Linked DNA regions of Gossypium hirsutum: region 1 is linked to region 2. The links are chromatin contacts, called in public Hi-C maps. All regions are on one chromosome and are shown on one strand. The core of a region is the stretch at or near the end of the contact, and the rest is flanking DNA. Distances in the headings are between cores, read along the strand shown.

The links. Hi-C and Micro-C count contacts between places; a contact is called where the count stands out from the background.
Region 1: a contact with region 2 is called in a Hi-C map of hypocotyl, with 3 times the contacts expected there. The contact joins two enhancer-like sites. A contact is called at or near these places in 2 of 34 Hi-C or Micro-C datasets (hypocotyl and leaf).

The regions. Positions count from the first base shown.
Region 1 is chrA06:10,090,705-10,097,250 of Gossypium_hirsutum_v2.1, forward strand. LOC107951814 (a long non-coding RNA gene) reads left to right here and starts at 681. Exons shown (of 2, transcript XR_005928387.1): 1 at 681-1,599; 2 at 1,686-3,859. Within about 2 kb of position 3,472, at least 6 of the 9 cell types and tissues checked have an H3K27ac peak or open chromatin away from gene starts, as enhancers often do. A contact at or near this core is called in hypocotyl, where this site is marked.
Region 2 is chrA06:9,941,487-9,947,891 of Gossypium_hirsutum_v2.1, forward strand. No RefSeq gene overlaps it. Among protein-coding and RNA genes, the nearest start is that of LOC121231044, 12 kb to the right of the region's middle. Within about 2 kb of position 3,850, at least 2 of the 9 cell types and tissues checked have an H3K27ac peak or open chromatin away from gene starts, as enhancers often do. A contact at or near this core is called in hypocotyl, where this site is marked.

The DNA of each region.
Region 1 (6,546 bases), core at 2,222-4,721, 150 kb after region 2:
AACTAGAAGTAATATTTAAATAAAACCTTCCTAACAATGTTGAATAAAAAAATTTAAGATGAATGCTAACAATTTATTAAACTATGATGGAATTATTTTTTGAATTAAAATTGTAAATAATTTTATATTAAGATATTACATTTAATATTTTTTAGAATTTAAAATTTATTATTTATATAATAATATTTGCTTGATTTGACCTAAAGATTTATTTTATTTATAAAGAGTTTTTATTAAATTTTCAAAAAATATTAATGGCTGATAAATAAATTATTTTTGGTTAATATAATGAATGTGTATTTTGGAACAGAAATCCGTAAAATGCAGTTGCCGTCAGAGCGAGTGGGCGGGTTAAATTGTTGCAAATGTATGGACAGATCTAAACAGGGGGCCCACATGTTTGCCCCCACTAGGGTAACAGGCACCGTCAGATCCGGCGATATGCATCCAAGCCACACGTTAATTAATAAAGAAATAATAAATCTCCCGCTGTTAGGGTTAATGGGATCAAAACGAAACAAACGTAGTCAGCTTTTTAATTTATAACATAAAAAATAAGTTGGAATAATAAAAGAAATAGTAAAAAGCTAGGGTTCAGTAAATCTTAATGAGCCTCCCTCAATCCCTCCCAATATTCTTCTTGGGATTGGTGGTAAAAAAAAAAAGTCCCCCTCGTTTCTGCTATAAATACCCAATCTTCTCTCATCCCTTTACATCCTATTATCTCCCCCTTTTCTTCTTTCTCTTACCCTTTTTTCTTTTTGTTTAGACAGACATGGCTGTCTTTGGAGCTTTTAGGGTTTTATCATTATAATGGCTGACGACCATTAAAGATAAACAAAAGGAACATGGCCCTCTTTGTATTCTTCCACAGCTTTCTTGAACTGCAACTTCGTCTTACACCTTTCCTTGTTATTTTGTGTTGCTTATATAGGCGGTATGTGAGTATGTATGTATGTCGTTGCGGTTCAATAAAGCTGTGGGAAGATACGGACAGGGTCAAAGAGAAAATTTTCAAGATCCATCTGTTCTGGGATTTGAAAATGCTACTTTGTGTGCTTGATTATTTGTTTTTCTGATTTCATCTTACCCTTTCTCTCTCTCTCTCTCTCTCTCTCTCTCTCTCTCTCTCTCTCTTGTCTTTCTAATCCACTTTAAGAGTTTTTGATGCACTGAGTTTAAGTTTTTCTTTGACATGATTTGCCTCTGAAAGGGAGATAAATTGTTTCCTTTCTTTTTTTATTTAAATAACAAAGATTTTTCTTAACCCTAAATGGCTTTTTTTTTATTATTGCATTTTTGTTCTCTCAATCATATGGAGAGATGTTCAAGCTTGAATTATCATTGGATGTATCTTGATTATTTTCTAATTATAACTACAACCATTATTTCACAACCCTTTTCTGTATCTGGTCTATCTTTCTCGTGGTTGCAGGCTTCCATTGCTATAATTCTGCTGCAAACTGCTTCTTTTTACCTCAAAGAATATTTAGAAAAAAAAGTTACTCCAAATTTGCCGTAACACTGTAAGAAGAGAGAGAGAGAGAGACAGAAAGTGGATGATATAACTGTTGTTTTGGTACTTGGAATTTTCTATAGGTATAGATTCTTGTCTTTGCTGAATTTTTATGAGATTTTGTTTTGGATCCTTTTATCTTAATTGTTTTGACTTTGTTTTATTGTAGTAAAGTGTGCCCCCCCATTTGTAGGTTCCACGCTTCTGGTCTTGAGGTTCAAAAAGCTCTTACTTGATATTTGTAGATAAAATTCCAGCAGATATCAGCACTTATACTTCCATTGGTAAAATGTTAACTTCAGTCATTTTTATACATTTCCTAACCCCACCCAAATATTCCATTGCTTTCAATTTTTTTTCTTTTTTCTTTTTAATTATGATAGGGTTACTACGGACTTATGAAGCATTAAAATTCCAGACTATACAAGGACCACTGGAATTAGGCTTTAACCTACCCTCCCTTATTTGATATCCTCACCAGTTGATCAAGTTTAGTTTGAACCAAGCTTAAATTTCACTCAATTGGGTAGGTAAATGAAGCTTTTATCAAAATAGAATCGGTATAACATAAGATACCTGGATGGTTCATGTTAAGAGTGCTTTCTTTACATTTCATTAAGATTAGGGTTTCTCTTTCTCTTTAAATATACACACACGCGCACATAGGCACATATGCCTTTTTCCAACAATTCCTAAGAAAAGGGCTTTTAGATTATGCCAAAATTTATTGTCTTGTACCAATGGTATTGAGACCGTTTCAATATCAGATCTGAATGTTCGTGCCTACCTTGCTTAGGTAGTAGACTAGTAGAAATATGGAGTGTTTTTTTAATATGCAAGTGGATCTACCTAGCCAAACTAGATAAGTGTATATATTAAGGCAGGGACAGATTATAGGACAAATATTCATAGCCATAAAACAAATCCGATAATAAAGTACAATATGCAGCTTAACAAACAGTTCTTATGTGTATATGTGTGTCTATTTATCTAACTTTTGCTGTATTGGGAGATGTTCACTAGAAAATTGAATTCATGGTTTTAAGGCCAACTCTTTTGTTCGTTTATGAAGCTGCATAGATCATTTGATCTAGCTACTTTAATTATTTGATCCATTCATTCATATATTGTATTAATGCAGCCAACTAATCTAGCTCATATATATGTATACACCATTGGTCCTTTTTGGGTATTTATATATTATATGGATTTAATTTATATACTACGTGTTATAGCTATTTGCTTTTTGGAAGGGAAAATAGACCAGAGCTGAAAAGCTGTGACTGCCTTGTGTTTTGTGAATGTCTACTTGAATCTCGGTAATCTTAAGAGCTACTACTGTAACCGTGTTGCAACATTCTGTCTCACAGCCTCTATTAAATAATACTAATTAATCTCAAACTCTTCCACTTCAAAGAACAAGATAATTGGATGCCACCTCTTTAAGGGTAGTTCTAGAAACCAAGAGAATTAAACTGGTGCTTTGAAGTAATTTCCTTTACACATGTGCATACATGCAGCATTTTCTTCTACATTACTAATGTCTGTATAGGGCTGTAAATTATGAACAGTTAGATTTTTATTCGTTTATGTTGATTTACTAATTAAATAAATAAACATAAGATTTTAAAGAGATTTTTATTAGTTTATGTTCATTTATTAAGTTAAATAAATAATAAGCTTGTTTATTAAAGGAATCAAACACAAAAACCTTAAAATATTGTCATACACAATTGATAATATTTTGCAGCCAAGAAACAGGATTGAAGGGTTAGAGATACTGTCATAATGATGGCTCACTTTGGGTTGTACAGAACTTTCTTGCATATAAATGGCTTTTGATCTTGAGGGTCAACAAAGTTGCCATTTATCGTTGTTGGGCGAACTTTTACATTGAGATAAAAGGGCAGGCCCCTCCCCTCATGAAGCTTCATTTAGTGCCAAGAATATTACCCATATCTACTGGTTCGAACAAAGAGTTATGCCTCAAAAGCGACGTGACTGAACCATTTTCCCCAACACATGGGGGCGGAAAATTATTGCTTTGCCTTGCCATTTCCCTTTCACTTAATTTGTCCATAGCTATTGGGTTACCTCCCCTCCGAAGTTTTTTTTATTTTACACTCTAATTAATATTTATGTTTCACTAGTTTTTTGAAATCCACTAAGGTTTTAGTTGATTAAGACAGTAGGGCACTGAACATGGAAGCTGAAACTACTACTGATGTATAAGCGCGCGACATATACAAGAAGAAAACCAAAGTTACACATTTTGTTGTGTATAAATAGTTTGAAAAAAAAGTTAGCTACATGAGCTAAATGAATTAAATTTAAGTTTATTAATCCTATCCAAATTAGTTGTTTCTTTTACCATCTTAGATTTATTTCATTTGAAGAAAACATTCAAAATTAAAAAGTTTTCTTTTTAATTATTGTCCCATGCTTTGTCAATAATTGGGTTCACTCTGATTTTTTTTATTTTTTTTTTTAAAAAGTGCCCCCAGTACAGGAAAGCTAGATGAAATAACAGGTCTAATTAGTATAGTCTAACATCATCATCATTATTCAAAATCATGCATGTTTCCAAGCTTTTTTTCCTTCTTTTAGAGAAAGATTCCCTATCACCAATTCTTTTACTCTCTAATGGTCCATTTTCCCTTCTTTTTCCATCTTGATTACACCTTAATTATGTTTTTCCCTTTTCCTTCTTTCTTTTGGGGTTATCTATTAGGTGAGATTCTTCTAACCCTTCTTTTAACTTCCCTCACTTTAATTATGGATCACTTTTTTTTCGTATTATTATTTTTTTTTTCTAATAATGCCTACCGAGTTTTTCTAAGCTTAATATATAAAAAGGTAAAGTTCAGTACAGCGAGAAAAGTAATGTTCACCGCAACCTCGAATCAAGCTAAAAGCATTGAGCTCTTACTAGTCTTAGCACAATTATTCACTTCTCTACAAACATAAACAATCTTAACATCCTGCACGAGGATAATACAATGATCAATAATCTTAAACGTTTCAGCAAATCTCCATTGACGAAGCACTGGATTGAAGCACCACGATATAATCGCCATTGAGTCCTTCTCAACAGCCAAATCTCTATTATTTTCCCATTCAGACTTAACAAAAACTTCCAATGCAATTCTGATAGCAGTGAGTTCTGTAAGATCAGAATCAAAATTTTTTAAGGGACCCGAGAGAATAGCAATTAGCTTACCAGTATCGCCCTTCAGAATACCTCCCTAACCTGCACGTCTTGGATTACCACTCGAGGAGCCGTCCACATTGAATTTAAGGTAGCCCATGGACGTGGCTGGGGCATTCACACCATGTTAGTTCGAAGGGGATTCTTCACAGTAAGAGAAAAACTTGAAGAGGGAGAATCCCACCAAGCTTCTTCTGAAAACCAAGCACTTCCAAATGCAGCTTTCGTTCAAAAAGGTACACAAATTTTAGGGGATTGACTTGGAATCTTTGGATTATCTTTTGTGCTTCAATGCTTTGATCCTTATAGCTTGCTGGAAATGGTGTTGATTTTCAGGAGGAAAATCTATTACCATAGAGGAAATCTTGTTTCTATTAAGGTTACTTTTTGTTTTGTTTTTTTAATCGAGCAAGAGTAAGAACAACAGGGTTTGAACTATGGTGGCTTAACCAATACTCTCTCACTTTGTTGGTTTATAAAGATTAGTATAGTATTAAGTATTATCATCTAATGCATTAGAATTGGTGAATAGGACTTTTAACAACTGCATTGATATATATAATCAATTTACGGGCAATGTTAGGTAAAATACATATAATCTAGATAGCACGTTTGTCACCTTTTCGTTTCTTTCTTTGTTTCTTTTTAAACTAGATTTATGCAAGACAATTCATTTATGGAAAATGTTAGGTAAAGTACATATAATCTAGATGTTTGCTCTTGTACCACATGTCATCTTTTCTTTTATTTTTCTTTCCTTCCTTTTCAACTAGATCTACGGAGGACATTCTACGGAGGACATTCTAGTAAGTCTTACTATTGATGATGATGATGAAGAGGAACCTTGGAAAATAAATTTGGTGGAGGAGTCTACAACGGCAACCTATGATAATGTTTGGTTGGGTATTTCCTTATGACTAGTATTGTCCATTTTTAGTCTATAAGGAACACCGATGCGAACATTTGGCGTCCTAGAAGAGTTACAATCACATATCTGGACAAAAATTGATTTAGAGTCATTGATGGAGGACCGTGTACCTTCAATAACCATTTATTTGACGGTTAATTTATAGTGTTAGAATTAAATGACCCGTATCATTATTAAAATAAAATATAGTGGTAAAATAAAATAAAAGTAAAATCTATATAGAACTACACTTTTTTATTTTATTTTAGAATAAGGTTTTTTAAACCTTATTAAACTCCATCTATTTTATATTGATTAGAATAAGGTGTTTCAGTCTTACTAGAAAATGGCTTTACAAGCCTATAAATAGACATAGTCTATTCCTCTTGTAATTATTCGAATTCGACATAGTGAATTTTCTTCTTATCTGCCCGTGGTTTTTTTCTCGAAAGGGTTTTCACGTAAAATCTGTATGTTCTTTATTTTATTTTATTTTATTTTATTTTCAAAAATTGGTATCTGAGCTTTCGGGTAGTTAATCTCGATCACAGTAATGGTGTCTTTGAAGTATGAAATTCCGCTGTTGGATCGCAACACTAGATTTGCATTGTGGCAGATTAAGATACAAACAGTTCTTGCGCAGATGGATCTAGAGGTTGCCCTATTAGGAATAGATAAGATTCCTTCGACGTTAACAGATGAAGAGAAGAAGCGTAAGGATTGAAAGGCGTTAACACAATTACATCTGCATTTGTCCAACGAAATTTTGCAGGATGTGATAAAGGAGAAGACCGCCATTGCATTATGGAAGAGATTGGAACAAATATGTATGTCGAAAACTCTAACAAGCAAGTTGCATATGAAGCAACGTCTTTATGCTCATCGTTTGGAGGAAGGTGGGTCAGTACACGAACA
Region 2 (6,405 bases), core at 2,600-5,099:
CCAAATTAGGCTCTCCATTACACTTGACGAGCTTATTCACAAGCAATTTGAATGTTTTTATCATGTTTTTAGTTAGTTTTTGCTTTTTTGCTTTAATAAGTGAATTAGTATGTTTTACGCTATTTTGGATACTCGAATTGGCCAAATGTGCCGTAGGGAACCTAACAATTGATTGAGTGTTGTAGGGAGTCAATGGTGGCCCTAACGTGAGAAAAAACATCACCTAGAAGGGGGTATCGCAGTATCGAAGCATGGAAGTTGTGATACCCCTAACAATGTTGAAACGAACAAAATTGAGGCCAACTCCAGTGATATCACGATACCAAGGCTCCCAATTTCAATACTGACTTGTGTACCGTGATACCGTTGGGTACCACCATATCGAAGTTTGGGTATCGCGATACCGATGTCTAATGAGGAGAAAAATGATTGCAGGGGTAGTTTTTGTCCAACACCCATACAAATCAAAATTAAGGTTTAAGGGCATTTTGATCCAAAATTTTGGGTTGAAATCAGATATTAAAAGCTACTTTTGGCTGAGAAAAGGAGGAGAGCTTTAGTTTAGGTTTTCTTTCAACTATTTAGTTTAGGTTTTCTTTCATCTCTTTAGCTTAGTTTTAAGGTTTTCTTTTTCCTTTTTTGGGGTTTACTTTACTTTTCTAATTTTTAGTTAGTTAGTTTTACTATAGCTAGACGATATTTACATTTAAGAACTTAAATTTTTACATTATATTTTCATTTTCATCCCAAGCTTTTAATATAGCTTAGTTCCATTTTCAGTTTCTTAGATAAAATTCTAATTTTTAGTGTACATGTGCATCATCTTCACTACCATTGTTATCTCCTTCAAACTTTTTTCAAGAAAACCTTAAGTTTTGTTAACCTTATATCTTGCACTTAAATTAATGTATGCTTTGGGCGTTTATTTGATTGTTGTTTGTTTAGAAATGATAATGAGTAGCTAACTCTATGGTGGTTGGTTGACGTTATTGTTGCTTAGTTAGATTTTGGTACATGGATTAAATTGCAAAAACTGAACTAGATTTAATGAACTTCAAAACTTTGAATTGACACCCCTAATGATAAATTAAGATAAGTGAGGCCGAGAGGTAATCTTATTGGGACCAATTCATTAGTCTTGGGTTAGTCAGGTGAGATCGAGAGATAAACCGAACTAGTTTGTCTAATTTGGTAAAATTGGGATTGAGAGGTAAAATAGAGCCACTTAGGAGTTTAAGCAATTTAGGTCCCCAATCCAAAATTTAATTAACAACATGGAAGTCAACCAATCGTTTTTTGTTATTAATTTGTTAATTTGTTAATTTCGTAATTTATCTAGTTTTACAATTTAGTCCTTTTGCATATTAAGTGGTTAATTAAAGTAATTCACATCCAAATTATGCTTCGTTATAATATAGAAATTAGTGAGTAGCTAGTTAAAATCCTTATTCCATGCTTGTCGAAAAGGAATCATTAAATTGTTGACTCCTTTGGGTTCAAATCCTTCATTGCATGCTTGTCGAGAATGAATCATTAAATTGCTGACTTCTTTGAGTTTGATCCTTGGAATACTCAAGTGTTCCATTGAACATTATAAATATTACAATTGACATGTCACACTTGCAGACACTACACCTAGTTATTCTGATTTTATTGTTATATTAGTGTTGATTCTCTCTGCCTTGGTGTTCGCACACCGATAACGAAAGCGGTGAAAAAATTAAATTAACTAATTGTTTACCTCTTTGAAAAAATACTACGAGGAGGGCATTAATTACTAATAACAAGTAAGCATCGCTATTATGTATCAACCATGCTAATTTTAATTTATCAAAAGAATAAAAACTTTAGCTGGTATCAAATTTCAAGAACATCTAAAATTGGCCCACCCTCCTGACGATTCATTAGAAAACAAAAATACTAGGCTTTCTAGCACTGATTCGTACCATTATAGATATCTCAGAGGGGTTGGCCCAAAAAATTCATCTTTTTTTAGGTAGAAATGGAATAGAATTATACAACAGACTATTCATCCAACTAAAAAGCTCCAGTTCAGAATAAGACCAACCAATCGTCCTGGGTCCAACTATTATTGCATTTTCCTCTTTACTCAAAAGAGGCAAATCGCCAATTACTCCCCATGGAAAAGCAAAACAATTTAACTACACGAAAGAAATAAGCTAAAATAAAACATTAATGTGATTTCTTTGATCCTAGTTTTGTACGTAACGTTACAAGTCCTTATGGGTTGCAGTACTCAATATTGGGTCGGGTTTTCATCAGTTTTATAAAAGAACTTTACATGGTGGTTACATACATTTATAGGCTTAGCTACTTGCCCTAATGCGTAAGTTTTCCGACATTTTAAAAAAGTTCTCTACATACATAAAATACAATAAAAGATAAAGACTAGACAGAAAAAAATGTTCTGTCTAAAAATTTACCCCACCATTGGGCAATGGCATTGCATTATCCAACCCTGCTCAATAATTATTTTTATATATATTAGCAGTAAATATTAATATGATAGAAAATTACTATGTATTGTGAATAATAAATTTACAAGGGATGAATCCTTTCATTCTATACACAATCACCCAAATAGTTTTTTTTAAATTTTTTTTTCAAAAAATTGTCTTTTTATATTAAATTAATCTCTTTTAAAAAAAAACTAAATACTAATAAATGTTGAATGTAGTGATAAGAAATATTTCATTTAAAAAAATATAAATTAAAATTTTAAAAATGAAATTATTAAAAGAGAGAATCATAAATACTAAACATAAATTGTAAAAAAGATATGAAAAGAATAGGTGAATAATTAGGTTAGACTGAGCTTAGATATCTATGAGAGCTGTTAGTACTTGTCCATGTTCATTCATTCTATAAGTGAAACTAATTAATAAATTATTTATATATTAAATAATACAAGTACGACAAAGAAGTTAAAAAAAGCGTTAAAACTTCTTATAAGAGAAACGTGGGGAGTTACAAATAAGGAATATAAATTTACTTTTCAAAAAAAAAGTTAATTACAAATATAACCTTATCCGTATATATTATTTATTTTGTAAAACAATTTTTTACATTATTTTAAAACTAAATCGATTTTATTAATAATTGTCTCTTTTAATAATATTATTTTTAAAGTTTGAACCAATATTCTTTCATTAAAGATGCAATATACCAATAATAATAAACTCAAGCAAAACTTTTATAATAATAGTTGTACTCCATCCATATTGCTGATATATTATTAATATTTTTAAATATCTTTAATGTTTATTAATCCCGTATATTCATGAGTTATTAATTGTTATGGATTATAACAATAATTTTTTTTGAGAAGTCTAAATTAAAATTAATGTCATTTTTGGTGCATAAAGTTAAAATATGTTATAAGCTTTTGTATTTTTTGTAAATTTAAAATTTAATCTCTTAATTTTTATTTTTAAGAAATTGATTTTTATTTTATTTTTTAGATTTCAAAGCTTTGGTCTAATAATTAACATCATTAAATTCTTTTTATTAAATTCAATAATTTAACCATTTGAAATAAATATATACTCATTTTGATAACAATGCAACAAGAAAAATGATGCTGAAATAAACAACATTAACAATTAGACTTGTATTTTTAAATCTAAAAAATGAAAGGACTAAATTCTAAATGGTTGAAGAGTAGAGGGTCCAGAAGTAGATTTTAACCTATTAGTAATTTAAAAATAAAATTAAAAAAAAAAGGGGAAAAAAAAGAAGAGGAGAAAAGCAAAAGTAGAGGGGATAAGAGGAAAGACAAAGTTGTGGGTTAAACCAAAAGGACAATTGGAGTTCAATCGTGTCGGGCATGTGTGATTATTTATATCAGCGTTGGAACAATTAGACAGCATTAGTGATACACTGACATACCAGCACACGCAGTTTTCATGCATTTGTCACCTTGTGCTTTGCTAGATAGGAAATTTAAACGTTGAAAGAAATATAAGAACACATAAGCCAAATTTAAAACAATATTATACTAATTTCAAAAAAAAAAAAAGAAAGAAAGAAAGTAAACACAACATATTTTATTAATTATGAACTTGAATAGCATCATTCATTATGTAATTATGAATTTTTACGGGATAATTAAAATCAAACTCTAAAAGTTAATTACAACCAAGACTTGCTAAAAGTGTCTTTAAGTTGAAGGAAGTGTCCTAGCACCATGAGATCTAATCTGTTATTCTTCAATTTAGAGATAATCACATATGCATTTCCCTCCACCATTATATCCGACAAGCCTTTGGATTTGGCAAAATTTCATGCCATGGTTAATTCACTAGTTGTAAAATTTCAATAAATTTATACACTCATTTAAGTCAAATTTAAATGGATTAAGTTGTTTACTTTAATAGAAATTAAGTTCTATTTATTCATTCCATTATTTGATAAACATATCACATTAATACCTCATTTAGTTATGAGAATAATAATATGAGAAAATAAACCTATTTATTACATATGTATTATAATAGTTATATATAAAATAAAAAATAATTTCTACAAATTTAAATTAAACATTAAAAAATGAGTAATATCATTGGTAAAAAAATAAGACCTCTTGCCAACAACTTCTTAATCTAATGGTAAGAATATTATGTTGTAGACATGAAAGTTTGGGTTCAATTCCAAACAACCCTATTCCCCTCCCTCAATTATTAAATGTGTACAAAGTAATATTCTTACCAAACATAACATAAATGTTAAGTTTATAATCTTCATCACTTAGGGTTTGTATAACCTTAATGGAAAATGTCAAGATAGAGAAAATAATTTATCGTGATTTTCTTTGTCAAATTCAATGGTCGATTTTAATTTCGCATCATGAAATTTTCTATGTTCGTGAAAATTATATGTTCTAATAATATCTGTTCTTTTGGTACAATGTTTAAAATTAACTATACCCCTTCCCAATTTATAAATAAGAGGTTCTAATAATATCTGTTCTTTTGGTACAATGTTTAAAATTAACTATACCCCTTCCCAATTTATAAATAAGAGGATAATGCGCTTCAATGCACTTGAATCCACGTCCTCTTATATTAGTAACGATATCCATACCAATTAAGCTAAGACTTAATCAATAGATTAATTTTATTTTTAATTACTTTATATTATCGCGATTTCAATCACTTAAAAAGAGATTTTGTTTTGAGCAAGGTTTATTTTAAGTTAATGACTAAGGTTTATTTTATGTCATTGATTTTATTGTCAGCATCTCTTGTATGTTGTTGCGATTTAATATTAGAATGTGGTTGGCTCTTGGCAATTTGGAAGATAAGAGTGTCAAGACTTTATGCTTTAAAATGTTTTAATTCGTGCTTATTGTTTAAAAAGTCAAAGTGAGGTTGATGGAGATATTATTTATTATTTATTATGTTTTAGCATTACGATTTATGATAATGTAATATATTTATTTATTTTAAATTTTTTATTAAGTTTAATTATTTATTATGTTCTAAATTTATAATTAATATAAAATTATTTATTTCTCATGTATTATTTTTAAGTATTATAATGAAAATTGAGGATATATTATAATGTGTGTTTTAGCATTTTATATAAATGGGGATTAAAAGTTCCTATACAAGTTATGTATGTGATATGTAATTTATTAGTCACCAAAGTGTTCAAATTAGAAAGTTTTCATAGATATCAATTAAATTATGCATGTAGAAGTTGTTAATATCCATATAATTAGTGAAATGTTTATAATGGAAAAATAGATAATTAACTTTCACTATTTATTAGAACTCTAAAATTTGCTCAAAGGTGAATTATTTATTCAATGGATTGTGAAAATTATGGTGATAAATTAATATAATTTTTAGATATATATTTGAATGTGCAAAAGTAACATGTATATATGATGAAATTATTTATTTGTTCCTTAAAATTAGTAGCTTTTATTTAAGATAGTATATTGTAGTATTTGCCCAAAGGAGAACTAGGATTTACTTCATTATTTGTTTATTTGAACTCAAAAGTAATTTCATTATTTTGAGCATTTATGTTTTTTTTACTTTTATTATTTTGCAACTATTTCAATCATTCACAAGCCTCATCTATTGCTTTATTTAACGAGTTATTCTTTAAATGTAGTAAACAAGTACTATTTAAGTGTTTTGGGTCTTGATTAAACATTATTAGAAGAAAAACCTATTGCTATTATTGACTTAATCAATGAGTAAGAGAAGTTGTACAAAAAATAAGTTGGGAATGGTCAAACAGATTGAGAGTTATGTTTATTTTGTGAAATTCTATTGCCAACAACATTAAGACTACAATTCCACAAACTGAAAGTGTGAAAGGAAATCTTACATTAACGTTTCCATTATGCAGATAAGCCATTCTTTGGTACTT